Regions from separate parts of the Mus musculus genome. Here region 2 is linked to region 1. The links are chromatin contacts, called in public HiChIP or PLAC-seq maps. All regions are on one chromosome and are shown on one strand. The core of a region is the stretch at or near the end of the contact, and the rest is flanking DNA. Distances in the headings are between cores, read along the strand shown.

Region 1 (7,583 bases), core at 3,922-6,421:
CAAATAGGTGAGCACCAGGTTCCAATGAGAGAGCTGGTGGAGAAGAACTGAGGAAGACATGTGATGTTAACCTCAGACTTCCAACAGACAAAATGCACACACATGCACACATATGCATGCACAAGCACACGTGTATACATGCACACACATGCATGTACACACACATGCACCTATATACATACACATACCCACACGCACAAGCACATGCATGCATGTGGACACACATATACATGCACACACACAATCACACATACAGGTGCACACAAACAAGCACACACATATACATGCGCATACTTGCACACACACATGAACATGCACACATATACACATACATATACATGCCCATACACAGGTATGCACACACATGCTCGTATGCGCTCACACACTCACTCACTTGCACACCTATATACATGCACGCACACAAAGAACAGAGAAGGTAGAGTAACTTTTGCATGCTCATGGCAGAACAAGATAAATTCACAGCATAGCTGGTAACACAAGGAGCCGGGAAGGAAATAGAAAATTCTAGAGATGTTGGTGAGCCTCAAATACTCTGAAGAGGGTGATGTTAGGGAAACAAGATTTCTCCCACTTTCGGACTCTTTGCTCTCATTCTCTGCAGGAAGTAGTGCTACCTCCATGTTGCAGAGGTTCACTCTCCTTCTGAGCTTTGAAATTGGTGATGAACTCCTACCGCAGCCTGCTTCCCTCTTCATGAGATGCAATGAGATGTGCAGTTGATATTCCTCCATGTTTAACTTTGAATTGTTTTCACGTAGCTGTTTGTTAAAGAACAGGCATTTTCTCCATGTGTCATTTGAGGTGGGTTAAGTATGCTCAGGAGGGTTTGCCGGACATCGGGGTCTCTCAGTGAGCAGACAACAAGTTAGTTATAAATCGCTCTGTGATTTTTCCTTACCCCGTAACAACTAAAGTCAAACTTGGCAACTAAGCAGTTAGCCCGTTTATTTTATCTGATTTTTTACTCCCATTAAGCTGGTATGATTTATTTAACGGTTCTGAGATATCAAATTGAAATGTGACATGTTGGGCATAAAGGAGGATTAAGAACCAGAAGATGAATAGAATAAAATCCACTTTGCAAATCTCCAGACTGATCCAATAAATTGCTCAGGGAAAACCTACAGGGAATTCGTCCTGAAGTGGCTGTTGAGCATCAGCGTTGATGCCTGTGCTTCGTAAAACACAGGCTTTGAGGGATCTCGCTTTTTCCTTAGGTTTGTATTTCAAGTATTCCATGTGAGAGCACCACACAGGAGCCAAACCCACAGCCTTAACGTCATCTTTATCCTAGAGGCAAACTGCCTGCTCAGTTACTCAAAAAAATAGAGTCAAAATTCACTATGGTACAAACCCAATTCTATCAAATCCCCAGATCTAAGCCTGGGATTTGATGGGGAACACAAATTACCTGTCTTACTGACAAATCACAAATGTGTGCATTCATGAGGTTTCGCCTACCTGAGGGTGGATAGAAATTTGAATATTTCCAAGTAAAATGGAGAATTTGGATCTCTTAATCCTTAAATTACACGAAGATCTAAATTTTATCAGCATTTCAATTTCCTTACACCTCTGCATCTCTAACACAATATCCACTCGAGAAGAGAGAATCGAGAGGACTCAATGGACACTTTAAGAAGAAAAAAAAACTGTCTCAAATACCTAATAAAAAATGGAAAAAAAAAAAACTGTCTCAAACCAAGACAACTTAGAATCCAGGTTTCTCTTGCTAGGGGAGAGAAGACACCAGTGGCCTTACCCAGCTCTGGACCCTGCATGCTACAGCACCAGTCTGCCAGGCAAGATCTGCCACTGGTCCAATAATGGCACAACTGCTATGGGTATCTGCCTGCTCTGGTCGGATCTGAAACCTGCTCCACAGGCTGGGGGTTTGGGGAAAGCTCACTAGCCAGTGAAGTCAGACCCTCGGGCAAAATGTGCTATTGTTATTTTGCTAAATGCTCATCTTGTAAAATTGCCCTCTAAACCCTTATGCTTATACCCAGAGCCCCAGACTGCTGTCAACCTTCGTCAGGGAAGCTTCCTTTCGCAACAGCAGACATCAACGCAGCGATGCAGAGCTGGTCCAGGTGCTGAGAATACACGGCTGTACTCAGCACTAACTGGGACATGTGTATCAATTCCCCCAAGCCAACCATGGCTCAGAGAGCATCACAGAAGTAGAGAGGAAGGCAAAGGGTCAGAAGATGGGGAGAAGGGCTATGGAATACCACCTCCTGAACATGAGGGGGCTACCACACTCATGAACCCACCTCTTGGACATGATGTGTGTGTGTGTGTGTGTGTGTGTGTGTTCACATACATATTAAGTAAATCTTACACACACAGAGAGAACTGGCCAAGGACTCAGGCAGCCTACCTATGCTTGAACGGCGTACTCTTTCAGAGCCCATCAGTGCCTGCATCACAGTAGGCAGCCTCACGTTACGGAATGCTTATGGAAATTAGAATTTGGACCAAACGGCTGGGGACGTTCATTACTTTCTCATTCATGGAATTTTCAATGGACAGTTATAAAAATAAGTCCATCACATTCACATCAATGCTGTCGACTTACATTTAATGTAAGTGCCCTAAGTCTCACACGTTGTTTAGTTTCATGATCGCATCTTAGGAGAAGTTTGCTTTCCAATAACTGACATAATTATTTATCTGTGCGCGCGCGCATGCATGTGCACACACACACACATATACACACACACATATTTCAGATGGGTTATATCAACATTATCTACTATAAACATGACTCACAAAAATCAATAATACAATTTTAAATCTGTTTATAGTTGCTTGACCCTTTAAGTTGTAGCCTCTAGGGATAAGTGTTTGATTTACAGTGCTCTGAAATCCATGATAACAATCACTTCCCATGTGGTTGGCCTGTCTACACAACTCCTAAAAAGTTCATTTATTTTACTTTGCTTCCCATTTCTTTTCAGTCCCACTGCCCTCCCCCCCCCCCAAAGAAAACAAACTTTTCTATCTTTAGAGAATTATCTGAAATAATTTTGGTTTACTTTCATTTTGTTATCAGACAAGGCATTTCTACAGGTCCGAAGTCAAAGCAACAAAATGAAAACTCCCAGCATCTGTCTTCCATCACTGCCTCTCCCGCCTGCCCCTCCCTCCCTGTAAGAAGCCATTTTACTGTTGTTCTCCTCCACTGTGTGTGTGTGTGTGTGTGTGTGTGTGTGTGTGTGTGTGTGTGTATGTGTTGTTCCCCCTTCCTTATCTATTTAGTGTGTTACCATGAAACCTTCCCTTTTTATTTAATATATCCCAGAGATGACTATACAGAAAACTGAGATTAAAGGTACTGCCTTCAATAGCAACATCATCACCAAGCAAAAACTTATTTCCCCATCACCACAGCTCCAAAGTCAATAGGAAGATGGACTGCCCCATCAATGTCAGAGGTTTATCATAAGCAAAGAAACAAACCTCCAGACCAAGTGGCATTGAGCATCTTCCTAAAGGCTTCTGAGCTTTCCAATGGGCTGTGTGGTGACTATCTGAACTCTGAAAATATTAGTAGCAATACGTGTGAATCCCTGATTGGTACCAGAGTGTGCAGGATCTATGGGAAAGTGCTTTAGAGAGAGGCAGCAGAGAGCAGGATTCATGAAGGGGGCCAGCCTGGTCTCATAGTGAATTCTAGGCCACTCAGGGTTACATGGAGGTCCTGTCTCAAAACAAACACCAAAAACCAAACCAAAACCAAAAAGCCCCTTAGTTCTTGCATAATTCTCATGAGCTGTGACTGTGTTCTGAACTTGTTTTGTGGTACAGAATAAGGAGACTTTAGCCAGAGAGTAGCTGCTTTTCCGACAGAGCTCCATTTGTACCTTTGATTAATTTATGTCACCCTTGGTCCTTAATCAACAGTCAACCAACAATTCGAGCCGGATCCCCGAAGGAATGTCTGTTGCCGTCGCTGGCAATCCATTATGTGATTTAAATTGCAGCGTAGGAACTGTGGGGGAAGTGGAGCACAGAGCTCATTTATAAATTAGACCTTGACTTTTCCTCCAGCCATTCCTTATAACTGGGTCATCCCTCGAGTCAGAAGCCATTTTCTTTTGAAGCATTCACCCTATAACCTTTTACACGATGAGAGATGAAGTCATCAAACAGTATTTTTTTTTTGAATGGGCACATATCAAGACAAGCATGCACATGTGTTTATGGATGTGTGTGCATGCATTTCCGTATCTTTTCTCAGTTTTTTGAGCCTGGAGGTTCTCAAACTCATCTACACACGAGACTCTACACACGAGAGGAAAGAAAATTTAAAGATGGATGTCCAGGTTGCATTTCTGACCAATGAAATGAGACTTTCCTGGGGGAAAGTGAGCATTTTTTTCTGACTCCATCTTGATTGACTCAGCTGTTTAAGTAGACCTAAGAATTTATTTAAGGAGGGAAGATGCATACAGGAAGTGGTGATATGAACTAAAGCTGTATGATGAAACCCTATCCCCAGTATCCCCAGCGTCCCCAGCACCCCCAGCACCCCCAGCACCCCCAGCATCCCCAGTATCCCCCAGCACCCCCAGCATGCCCAGTAACCCTTCCATAGGAGAGGAACCCTGGAGAACAGCATCAAGAATGTTCAATGGCTGGGTGTTGTGGCCCATGCCTTTAATCCCAGCATTCAGGAGGCAGAGGTAGATATATCTCTGTGAGTTCTAGTCTGGTCCACATAGTGAGTTACAGACCAGCCAAAGCTGCATAGGGAGACCTTGTCTCACAAATAAAACAAAACAAACAAACATAAACCACACCAATAACAACCACAAAGATAAAAACCCTCCCTAGGCTAGTTGATCTTTCTTGGAGACTTGGTTGTCACATCCTGAGAATAATACAAGTCTGTCCACTTAAGACCTTAAGGCCTGGTTCTCTCTGTGTGTGGTCATGTCACATTGGATTATTTTTGCCTTAAGCCATATCAGAGCAAGTGTCCAGTGAACAATAACCTAACGTAATAAGTAACCCTGCAACCTAACTGGGGAGAATGCTCTTGTATGAGTCCTGGGGCCTCAGCCCAGCATAGACTGGAGGCTGCCAAACCATGTCCAGATGTGGCACACAGTCAGACGATTTCTGTACACTGTTTCCTTCCTCTGCACATAAGCACAGCCTGCACAGCCTGTGGGTCGTCGCATTTTGAAACCACTTTTCAGTTTGAGTGGGACCAGGTTCGTGAACTTTTTTTCTTCTTCTTTCTATTTGACTAACCTCTGTTAAAGTTCTCTTGTCTACGATTTTTCCTTTAACGGCTGACTTACCCTGTTGATCTTCCTCGACCTTCATCTTCATTCTCCTACAAGACAGTTTGGGAGAGTTCATAACCAAGAAACCATGGAGACACCTCCCAATTGGAGGTCATTGTTAACATCCCAGGGAAGACCCAGAGGATCCACATTAGCCCATGTTGTTATGTCATGACAGTGGAAGAGGTCTCAAGGATGCCCCTCCTTCTGAAGCAAAGAAGATGTGGGGATTTTTTTTTAGGATTACAGGTGTGAATCACTACACCCAGTGGTGCGTGGTTTGTGAATTTTATTTTGTATATTTTTATTTTTTTATTTTGTGTGTGTCTGTCAGTCTGTGTGTAAAGGTGTTCCTGCCGTAGGACGAATAGGAGGTCACTTGCAGTAGGCTGTGCTTTCAATGTGTTTGAGGGTTCCATGTGTCAATCTCAGGTCCTCGGGCTGGGTGACAAGTGCTGCTACAGGCTAAAGCAACAACAGCCCCGAGCAGTGTGTTTTGCCCTGTTATTACAGCACATGGCTTAGAAGTAGGAACCAGGGTTTCTGGAGAGATGGCTCAGTGGTTAAGAGCACTGACTGTTCTTCCAGAGGTCCTGAGTTCAATTCCCAGCAACCACATGGTGGCTCACAACCATCTGTAATGGGATCTGATGCCCTCTTCTGGTGTGCATGAAAATAGTGTACAGTATCCTCACATGCATAAAATAAATAAATTTTTAAAAAAAGAAGTAGATCTTGTCTGTTACGTACTTATAGAGACAGTGGCACAGATCCAAGACAACACACTATTTCCTTGCTGAATGAATGAACCCTGAGAATTGTTACCACCATTTTCACAGACTTTAACCCATGCTGGGAATGATTTTGAGTAACTAGACCTTTCAGTAGCCTACACAGATGATGGCCATCTTTTTTGTATAGCCGAAGAGAGAGAAGAACAAGGTGTTCAATAGCTCCTCTTGGGTCACCCATTTACCAATTGACTGATGCACTTTTTGGTTAGCTGTGGAATCAATCCTAATTTGGGCTCAGCAAGACTAGAAATGAATACAGCCCACTTCTAGCCAAAGAAAAAGAGTTCAGCCAAGGCATAATTTTTGGAGTTGGTGCTGAGTTAAGAAATGCACGTGGAAGGATGCTTTTCTGTCTCCTGTGCCCATGCTCGCTCACAACAGAACCCATATGTGGCAAAATCTACCCTTAAAAATAATTCAGTTTGGAGGTTTGGAGGGGGCGGTACATTTGAAGTTTTGCTATTAACACCATTATTTAACTACAGAACACCTACACCACACCCTAAAGAAACCCCACAGCCAATCACAGTTATGTTCCACTCCCTTCCCCCGGCAACCAGTTCTATTTACAGAAATAGATTGATACTGTATGGGGCAGACAAGCCCTCCTTCTGTCTTCTCTAAATGCCTCATAGGTCTCCTGCTCTTTCTCAGGTCACTTTGTCACAGTGTGATCAAACACTCTGACTATGGACTAACTTGAAATATTTCCGTGGAATACGCTCAAGGAGAGCGAATCTTCTGCTTGCTCTCCTAGACCAGAATTTTAGCGTCCAACCTCAAGTCCAAAGTTGAAACTGAGCCAAGAAAAGCAAGGGCTCTGAATCGCTGGTGGTGGAATCCCCAGGCAGGACTCCGGGAGTGGAGTTGGGAATGCCTGCCTTAGCTAAAGGGCAGGCTGGAAGTTATCCTAGAGACAAGAGGATGATGCCCGTCTTGGGCTATCTTCAAATGTGTGGGCTCAAGCAGTCCTCTTGCTTCAGCCTTCCAAGTAAAGTAGCTGGGACTTCAGACAGGTACCCCTGCGCCCATACTGGTACCTCTTCCCTGTGTGTGCTAGGGACTGAATCTAGAACCTCACTCACTCCAAGAGCTCTCCACCACCGAGTTATAGCCCCGGGCTGCCTTCCTGCCTACCTGCCTCCCTTCCTTCCTTCCTCCCTCCCTTTGAGTCTCAATGTCCATGTAGTGGCTCACAAGAGAAGTCTGTAACTCCAGTTGCTGGGGATCTGACTCCCTCTTCTGGCCTCCATGCATACATGTGGTGTGCACTTAGATGTGGGCATGTATGTCTGATAAAAATTCTCATGAATATGATGGAGGTCCTTAAAGAGAAAATGAATGAATCCCTTAAAGAAATATGAGAAAACACAGCAAACAGTGTAAGGAAATAAATAAAACCATTCAAGACCTGAAAGTTGAAATAGAATCATTTTTTTTAATTAAAAAAAGAAATCACTGAAGGAAT
Region 2 (7,092 bases), core at 2,909-5,408, 570 kb before region 1:
TGAGCGTGGATGCATGGCTCTCCTTCTCAGCTTTGTTTGGGAACAGCTTGGAAAACTAAAGCATTTGCTGCCCCTACAGGTCTTAAGTTTTAAAAAGCAGATGCCCATGTAGCCAAGTGTCCTGTCTGCTACTCCTACCTGACAGCAGCCGGATGACTTAGTGCCATAATATTAGGAAAGCTAAAGTCTCAGACTCATACTTTCCAACAAAGACATTGTAAATTTTAATAAAGGTGACATTTCCTACTCTCTCTGTTTGACTCCTGGCCTTTTATTTGGTCTAGAACTTAGGCAGAGGAGTCCTGATAACTGGTTGCTTTGAAACCTCAGTATCAGGGAAGGAGCCTCCAATAGTCGCCTGGTTCATTAGTAATTCTTCTCATCACTGTGAGAAAAGCCCTGGCAGAAGCAGCTTAAGAATTTATTATGGCTCATGGTTCGACAGGACACAGTCCCTTTTGGTGGGGAAGTCGTGGCAGCCCAGGCAGCCGATCATGTTGCATGTATAGCCAGGGAGCAAAGAGAGATGGTTACTGGTGTTCGTGATTTCGCCTGTCTTCCTTCACTCTCAGACTGAATTCCCAGCCTGTTCACATTCAGAGTGAGTCCTCTCTCCTCCATTACACCTTTCTGGAAACATCTGTATGGACATGCCTAGCGATATGTTTCCTGGGTGAATCTACATCTTGTTAAGCTGGCAGTGAAGATGAACCATCTCAGATGTCCTGGATCAAGACTCACGTTAGTGAACAACCAAGGCATCTGGGAAAGTGGTTGAAATGGGAACACAGGTGAGCTGACTCAGGATGCTCACTGTGCGAGTGTCCCATCTACAGTTTGATGGCTAAAGGAAGCTCCAAACTACTATGGGCTTAGGGAAGGGCATTTCCAATAAGCCATCTTCTCTTCGAGTGCCAGTAAAAATAATCGTGGGACAAATAGGTTTCTTGCTAAGGTTCCTTGGTGTTTCCACAAATTCCAAGTTTGAATAACCGTATAATCGTCTGCAAGAACGCTGCTTTGTGTTCTGAAACTCAGATTAACAGCTGATCCTCCAAATGAAAGCAATTTGTCCTCCAAATTAAAGCATCCAAAATGCTCTGTCCCTTGATCTCAGGATTTGGATTATTAGCCTTCATTTAGCTTATCAAAGCCTTGGCCATTGTGATGTGGTTCTTGTTTGTTTTTTGTTTTTTGTTTTTTTTTTTTTTTGGTCTGAAATTCCCAAGATGTAAAGCTTGTTAAGTAAGATCATGCTCTCCACGCCTTTCTCTATACTGCCCCTGAGTCATATAGAGAGTATACTTTTGGTGGTATGGAAATAAATAAAAGACCAATAGAAAAAAGCAGGACCAAAGGGTTTTTAGCCAGCCCTCATGCTAGCAATGGAGTCATAGGTGATACTTGTGTTTTGAGAGCAACTTCAAGGGGAGTGGAAGGCTTCAGGTTCATTTCCATAGAGCGTGGGGAAGCTGAGAGGCATCAACTGGAGGCGTGGGATCCAATGTGATTGGCTAAAGTGCATATTTGGCCTTCTCGGGTTTGTTCCATATTGGGGTTTGAGGCAAAGAGTAGAGAAGCTGTCTTTTGTTATTCAGGGTTAGCTATTTTGAGCCCGTTATTGTGGAGGTATGATTTGGCTTCCTGGATTGTTGATGAAGATAATGGTCTGACGTCTTACAGGTTTGACTTATGGTGGTGGACTGACTTCCTGGGCTGGTTAACATCCAGTAATGGGTTGGCTTCCTGAAGTGGTCATAGTTTTGTTTTACGTACAGCCCATCCATAATCCATTTGTATACTGGCTTTCTTAGCATCAGCAAACACTGAGCTGTAATTGTGGTCTATGCCTGCAGGAAAATTGCCATGGGTTGCAGGCTAGCCTGGGATACATATAATCAGCTCCAGGATATCCTGGGCTGTGTTGTGAGAGCCTGTTTGAAAAGTAAAAACAATAGTGAAAACACACAAAACAAAACCTAATTGGTAGCTTAATTGACTGACAGCTTTAATGGATTATAGTCTTATCTGACAGTCTTTCTTTTTTTTTAAGATTTATTTATTTATTATATGTAAGTACACGATAGCTGTCTTCAGACATTACAGAAAAAGAAACCAGGTCTTGTTACAGATGGTTGTGAGCCACCATGCAGTTGCTGGGATTTGACCTCAGGATCTTTGGAAGAGCAGTCGATGCTCTTTACCACCGAACCATCATTCCAGCCCCTGACAGTCTTTCTTTTACTTTCTGCAAAATTATTTATTCAAGAAACATTTTCCATTTCATTTTTTTATAACAAGATCCTAGAATAGCACAAGGAAGAAGCGAAAGTATGTTTCCACCTCTTTCAGGTTTTTAAAAAATGTTTTTACTATGATGTTTTACTGCATGGATGTCTGTGTATCACATGCATGCTTGGTGCTCCCAGAGGTCAGAAGAAGGCATTGTATCCCCTGATACTGGAGCTAAAGATGGTGTGAGCCATCTTGTGGGTGCTGGGAATCAAACCCAAGTTCTCTGGAGGAGCAGCCAGTGCCCTTAACTACTGAGCCATCTCTCCAGTGCTGTTCCCGTTCTTGGTCATTGCCTTGGAATCTAAAACATTGGTGACAATGGAATTCTAGTTATCGAGTCTAAAATCACTTGAGTTCAAGTCCCAGCAAAAGATGAAGGTCTGGAGCTGTGTCCAGGTCACAGCCACCAGTGCTAAGACCTCAGAGAGGGGAAAATGGACAATCTCTGGCATCTTCAACTTGTGGCATCTTTGTGTCTAATGTGGAGGAGAGGGAAAGAAGAAAAGTAAAAGTCTGCATGTTTTTGAAATATTGGAACTGTGCTCAAGAGGGGACTATTATGAAGAGTTATCAGTTTAGAAGCTGTGGAGCAGAGGACCATGGGGTTCAAAGCTTGTTTGTGACTGGGAACCACAGTATGGGTACTTGCTTTTGCAAAGTACAGTAGGCTGGAGGAGCAACGCTTCTTCTCCCCGACTTCCAAAGGCTTGACCTCTTGAAGCAAAGGGAGAGAATCCTTTGCCTTTCCCCAGACTTTGGTGTTTTCAGATTGTGATGGCCAGTTCTTTATTGACAACTTGATTAGATTTAAGAGTGTCCACAGCATAAGAGAGGCACACCCTTGTTGTTGTCTATGAGGTTATTTCCAAAGATTATTAACTGATCAGGGAAGACCTACCCTGAAGGGCTGGTGCATGCATGTGTGTGTGTGTGTGTGTGTGTGTGTGTGTGTGTGTGCATGCACATGCGTGTGTAAGTATATGTGTATGCCAGACTGAATATAAGATGAAGAAGGAGGAAGCAATTTGAGGACCAGCATTTACGTTTCTCTGCCCCCTGACTGGAGAGGCCATGCCGATCAGTTGTCTCCCACGTTCCCCCTTCCATCCATGGCTCCAGCATTATGAACCAGCTGTATCTTCTAAAACCATAAGTCAAAATAAATCCTTTCTCCCATAGGCTCCTTTTGTTAGCTAAAGTAATGGATGCACTGGCATTCCTTGGGTTGTAGATGCATCTTTCCAATGTCTATCTCCATGGTTCTCTTCCTGGTGTCCTTCTCTCTCTCTCTCTCTGCTTTTTTCCAGTCATATCGGATGTTGGCTCTTCCCTGATCAAATAGAGCCTTATCTTAACCGATTACATGTGCAATGGCTTCCTTTCTAATTGAGTCACATTTGTAGGAACTGGGGCTTAAGACTTCAATGCAGCTTTTGTTTGGGGGTGGGGGGTGGGGGTGCAATTCAGTCCATGACCCATGATGTCACCCGGACCCTCATCCCCCACATGGAGGTCTGTAATCAAGGGCTTCTGGATTCACTCACGTCCCAATCACAGCCAACACATGGCCCATGAGTAAACAGGGCTCCACGGGAGAACCCTGGTGACTCACAGTGCCACTATCAGTCAGCATGAAGGGTAATTAGCAAGGGATTGTCATCTAGAATAAAGCCACCCGGTTCCTCTGTAAAAATGTGTCAGAGGGTATTTAGAACCATCATGGTCAGCCCACTGCTACACACTGCAAATTACACACGTCTTTTTGGTGTGTGTGTATGCGTCTTATTCATAGTTCTTCCTGTGCTCCATTTGCGAGGGCGGTTGCTCACCCACTCTCATTTCAGCACCGGCCTTGCGTGCTTCAAAAGCTCCCGATGTCCCGAACACCCATACATCTTCCTGTCACCCTGGTTAGTCATCTGCTATCACTTTTCTTTCGTTTTGCTCACGTAAGAAGTCATGTTTTTGCTCAGGAGAAAGTGCCATGAGAAAACGTTCGTTCTGATCATTTGGCGACTCATTCCACTCCTTTCTGATGTTTGTAGATGTGAGAGGGAAATCCCTTTTGAGAAGAACCTTAATGAAGGTCCCAGGGGAGGTGGGGTGAAGGAGTGCAGTCAGAAAGTGCTCACACCATCCTGCCGCATTTAGCCATCAACCAGGGAGTACGTATGGCTCCAGCTGCAAATGTAGCAGACGATGGCCTTGTCAGGCATCAAGGGGAGGAGAGGTCCCTGGTCCTATGAAGGCTGGATAGATGCCCCAGTATAGGGGAATGGAGGGCAGGGAGGTGGGAGTGGGTGGGTGAGTGGAGAAACACCCCCATAGAAGCAGAGGGAGGGAGGATGGGAGAGGGGGTTTACAGGAAGGGAGGGGAAACTGGGAAAGGGGATAACATTTGAAATGTAAATTAAAAAAATCCAATAATTTCTTTTCTAGAGAAGGATATCATGGTTCTAATGCCCCCTGGGATCACAGAAGCTGGTCTCCTTCTAAGAGAATGCTTTTTAGTGACATCACTGTCCTCCCCGCTTCTGCTGGCGTTGTTCTGCATAAACCACAACAAGTCAGACATCAGATGAGCATTCGGCTCTATTCCTTTATGAATCCAGGCCTCAGACTGAGTCTGTTATAGCTGAAATGAAGCTGAGTTTATTCAGTTGAGTACCAAGTCCCTCCAAGGAGTGGGAGGGGTAAGTTACATCCCTTTAAAAACTCTTTGTTGGAGTGCTAACTTCTGGCACCTCAGAAGGCGACACTGCTTAAAATGAGGGCATATGGGTGATCCATCCCTAAGTCAGTCTAGTATCCATATAGAAAGAGATTAGGGCATAGACCTGTGTCAAAAGAAGATAACTTGATGATTTGGGGGAAAGATTGTCATATACAAACCAAGGAGAGATTCCAGGGATGCCTTGTCAATTCCTTGATCTTGGACTGGATTCCAAAGCTATGAGGAATATATTTTTTTTAAACATTAAGCCTCGTAGCTTGTGATATTCACTACTGCAATGCTAACTGTTGCATGCAGAGCGAGGAGGGTTGAAAGTAGCCTTTTGAAAGATGCCATACTTCCTGTTTTTAGCTTCTTTTCTCATTGTTGTAAGGAAAAAAAAAACACCTAAAGAACAGCATAAAGGTGGAAAAGATGTGTTATGACTGTTGGTTTCAGAAGTTTTGGTCCCATGTGATTGGGCAGAATATCCTGGTGTCCAGAGCAAGTGGCAAAGGACAGCAGCTTCAATCCGATAAGGCAGGAAGCAGAGAAGGCAACACTATGTTTGACCGTAAAGATGAACCATCATACTTACCCATGCCCCCTCCAAGTCACATCCTCCCCAGTGAGCAAGCACACCAGACCATCCTACCTACCCACCCTTCCTCACCCGCAGTGAGTATGAGTACCAGGCAATCATACCTACCCATGCCCCGCCCAACTCCACCCCCAGTGAGCATGCGCAGTAGGCCATCAACGTTTTAAAAACTCTTGGTCCAGTCCTAGCTTTTACGATACCATGCTGTGTTTTAGGGAGAAAAGATGAAAGACGCTAACCTACTACTTCCTTTCATGAATGCAGTTTAGTCGGAATGCCAACAGTGGTGTCAACTCTATTACCATTTTCTGCAACACCAGAGGAGAGTTTTCTAGTTTTTTTTTTTTTTTTTTTTTTTTTTTTTAGCTACAAAGACGGAAAAATGTGATCAACGCAATCCAACCCAAGTGTAATTTCAGCCCCTTTCCTCCTGTCATGATAAGCCAGAAGTATGGGTTGCCAGAAATGGAAAACAGCTTTCTCCTCAGCCAGATGATGGTCGTGTTCAAAGTGCCATCCGTTTGCCATGTGTTAAAAGTTAAGCATTGAAAACAGACCGGCTTACTTCGCTGAAGCCGTGGGCTCTTGGAAGCCAAGGAGACACTTGGAGGCATTGGGGAAGAACTATGGAGATGGCGTTGCTGGCAGGGTAAACAACGTCTTCTCACAAGGTTTTGAGGAGGGACCCTTGGTTTGCCCCGAGAGTAGACATGGCTATTCACCGACTGGAAAAAAGAAGAGTCAAAAGCTAACCTCCCAAAGAGGCTTCTTTTGTGTTCTAGAATTAATTCCAGTGCCCTATGGCTCTTGGCCTTTGCTGGCATCTGACACGAAGTTTCCTAGCATTTCAGTTCCCCTTTCTAACTCTATCGAGTGAGATCTCCAAGGGTTTTGTTGTTGTTGGTTATGACTGTGTACATGCTGCACATACATGCCTGGTAAAAGCCAGTGGACAGCCTGTTGTTCTATTTGTACCATCCTTATTTATTATCATCATCATCATTATTATTGAGTCAGTTTCTCACTGGCCTGAAACTTGCCAAGCAAGACAGATTGGCCATCAAGTCCCCGGGGGTCTGCCTGTCTCCCCTTCGCCAGGGCTGGAATTACAAGTGTGTCACCACACCTGGCTTTTTAAAACTTGTGAATGCTGGGGTTTCAACTTAGGTCCTTGTGCTTGCCAGCTGAACACTCCCCGGGCCACGCACGGCCTTTCCTCGGACCTCTGTGAATTCTTGATGGAAGATGGAAGTGTCTCGGTGGTCCCCGCCTTAATGAGGAACTGTGAGCGTCCACGGGTGTCTACAGTGATTCCGTTCATTTCCCATTCGTGTGAGGTAACAGGGGACAGACATCCTTTGGATTTCTGTGGGACTGTGCTACTCAGTGTTTTCTGTCAGAAGCCTTGTGCTTGCATGATGAATTTCTGATTTTTTAAAAAAATCATTCTGCCTTTGAAACTACAGAAGGGATTTTTGGACAA

The links. HiChIP or PLAC-seq counts read pairs in DNA pulled down with a chosen protein or histone mark.
Region 2: a contact with region 1 is called in a BATF HiChIP or PLAC-seq map of CD8 T cells, with 6 read pairs. The contact joins two enhancer-like sites. A contact is called at or near these places in 2 of 484 Hi-C or Micro-C datasets (B cells and myocytes), 1 of 115 datasets of contacts at active chromatin or transcription factors (CD8 T cells) and 1 of 9 other capture datasets (embryonic stem cells).

The regions. Positions count from the first base shown.
Region 1 is chr13:43,750,254-43,757,836 of GRCm38.p6, reverse strand. No RefSeq gene overlaps it. Among named protein-coding and RNA genes, the nearest start is that of Cd83, 31 kb to the left of the region's middle. Within about 2 kb of position 5,171, at least 15 of the 459 cell types and tissues checked have an H3K27ac peak or open chromatin away from gene starts, as enhancers often do. A contact at or near this core is called in CD8 T cells, where this site is marked.
Region 2 is chr13:44,318,302-44,325,393 of GRCm38.p6, reverse strand. No RefSeq gene overlaps it. Among named protein-coding and RNA genes, the nearest start is that of Gm29676, 62 kb to the right of the region's middle. Within about 2 kb of position 4,158, at least 27 of the 459 cell types and tissues checked have an H3K27ac peak or open chromatin away from gene starts, as enhancers often do. A contact at or near this core is called in CD8 T cells, where this site is marked.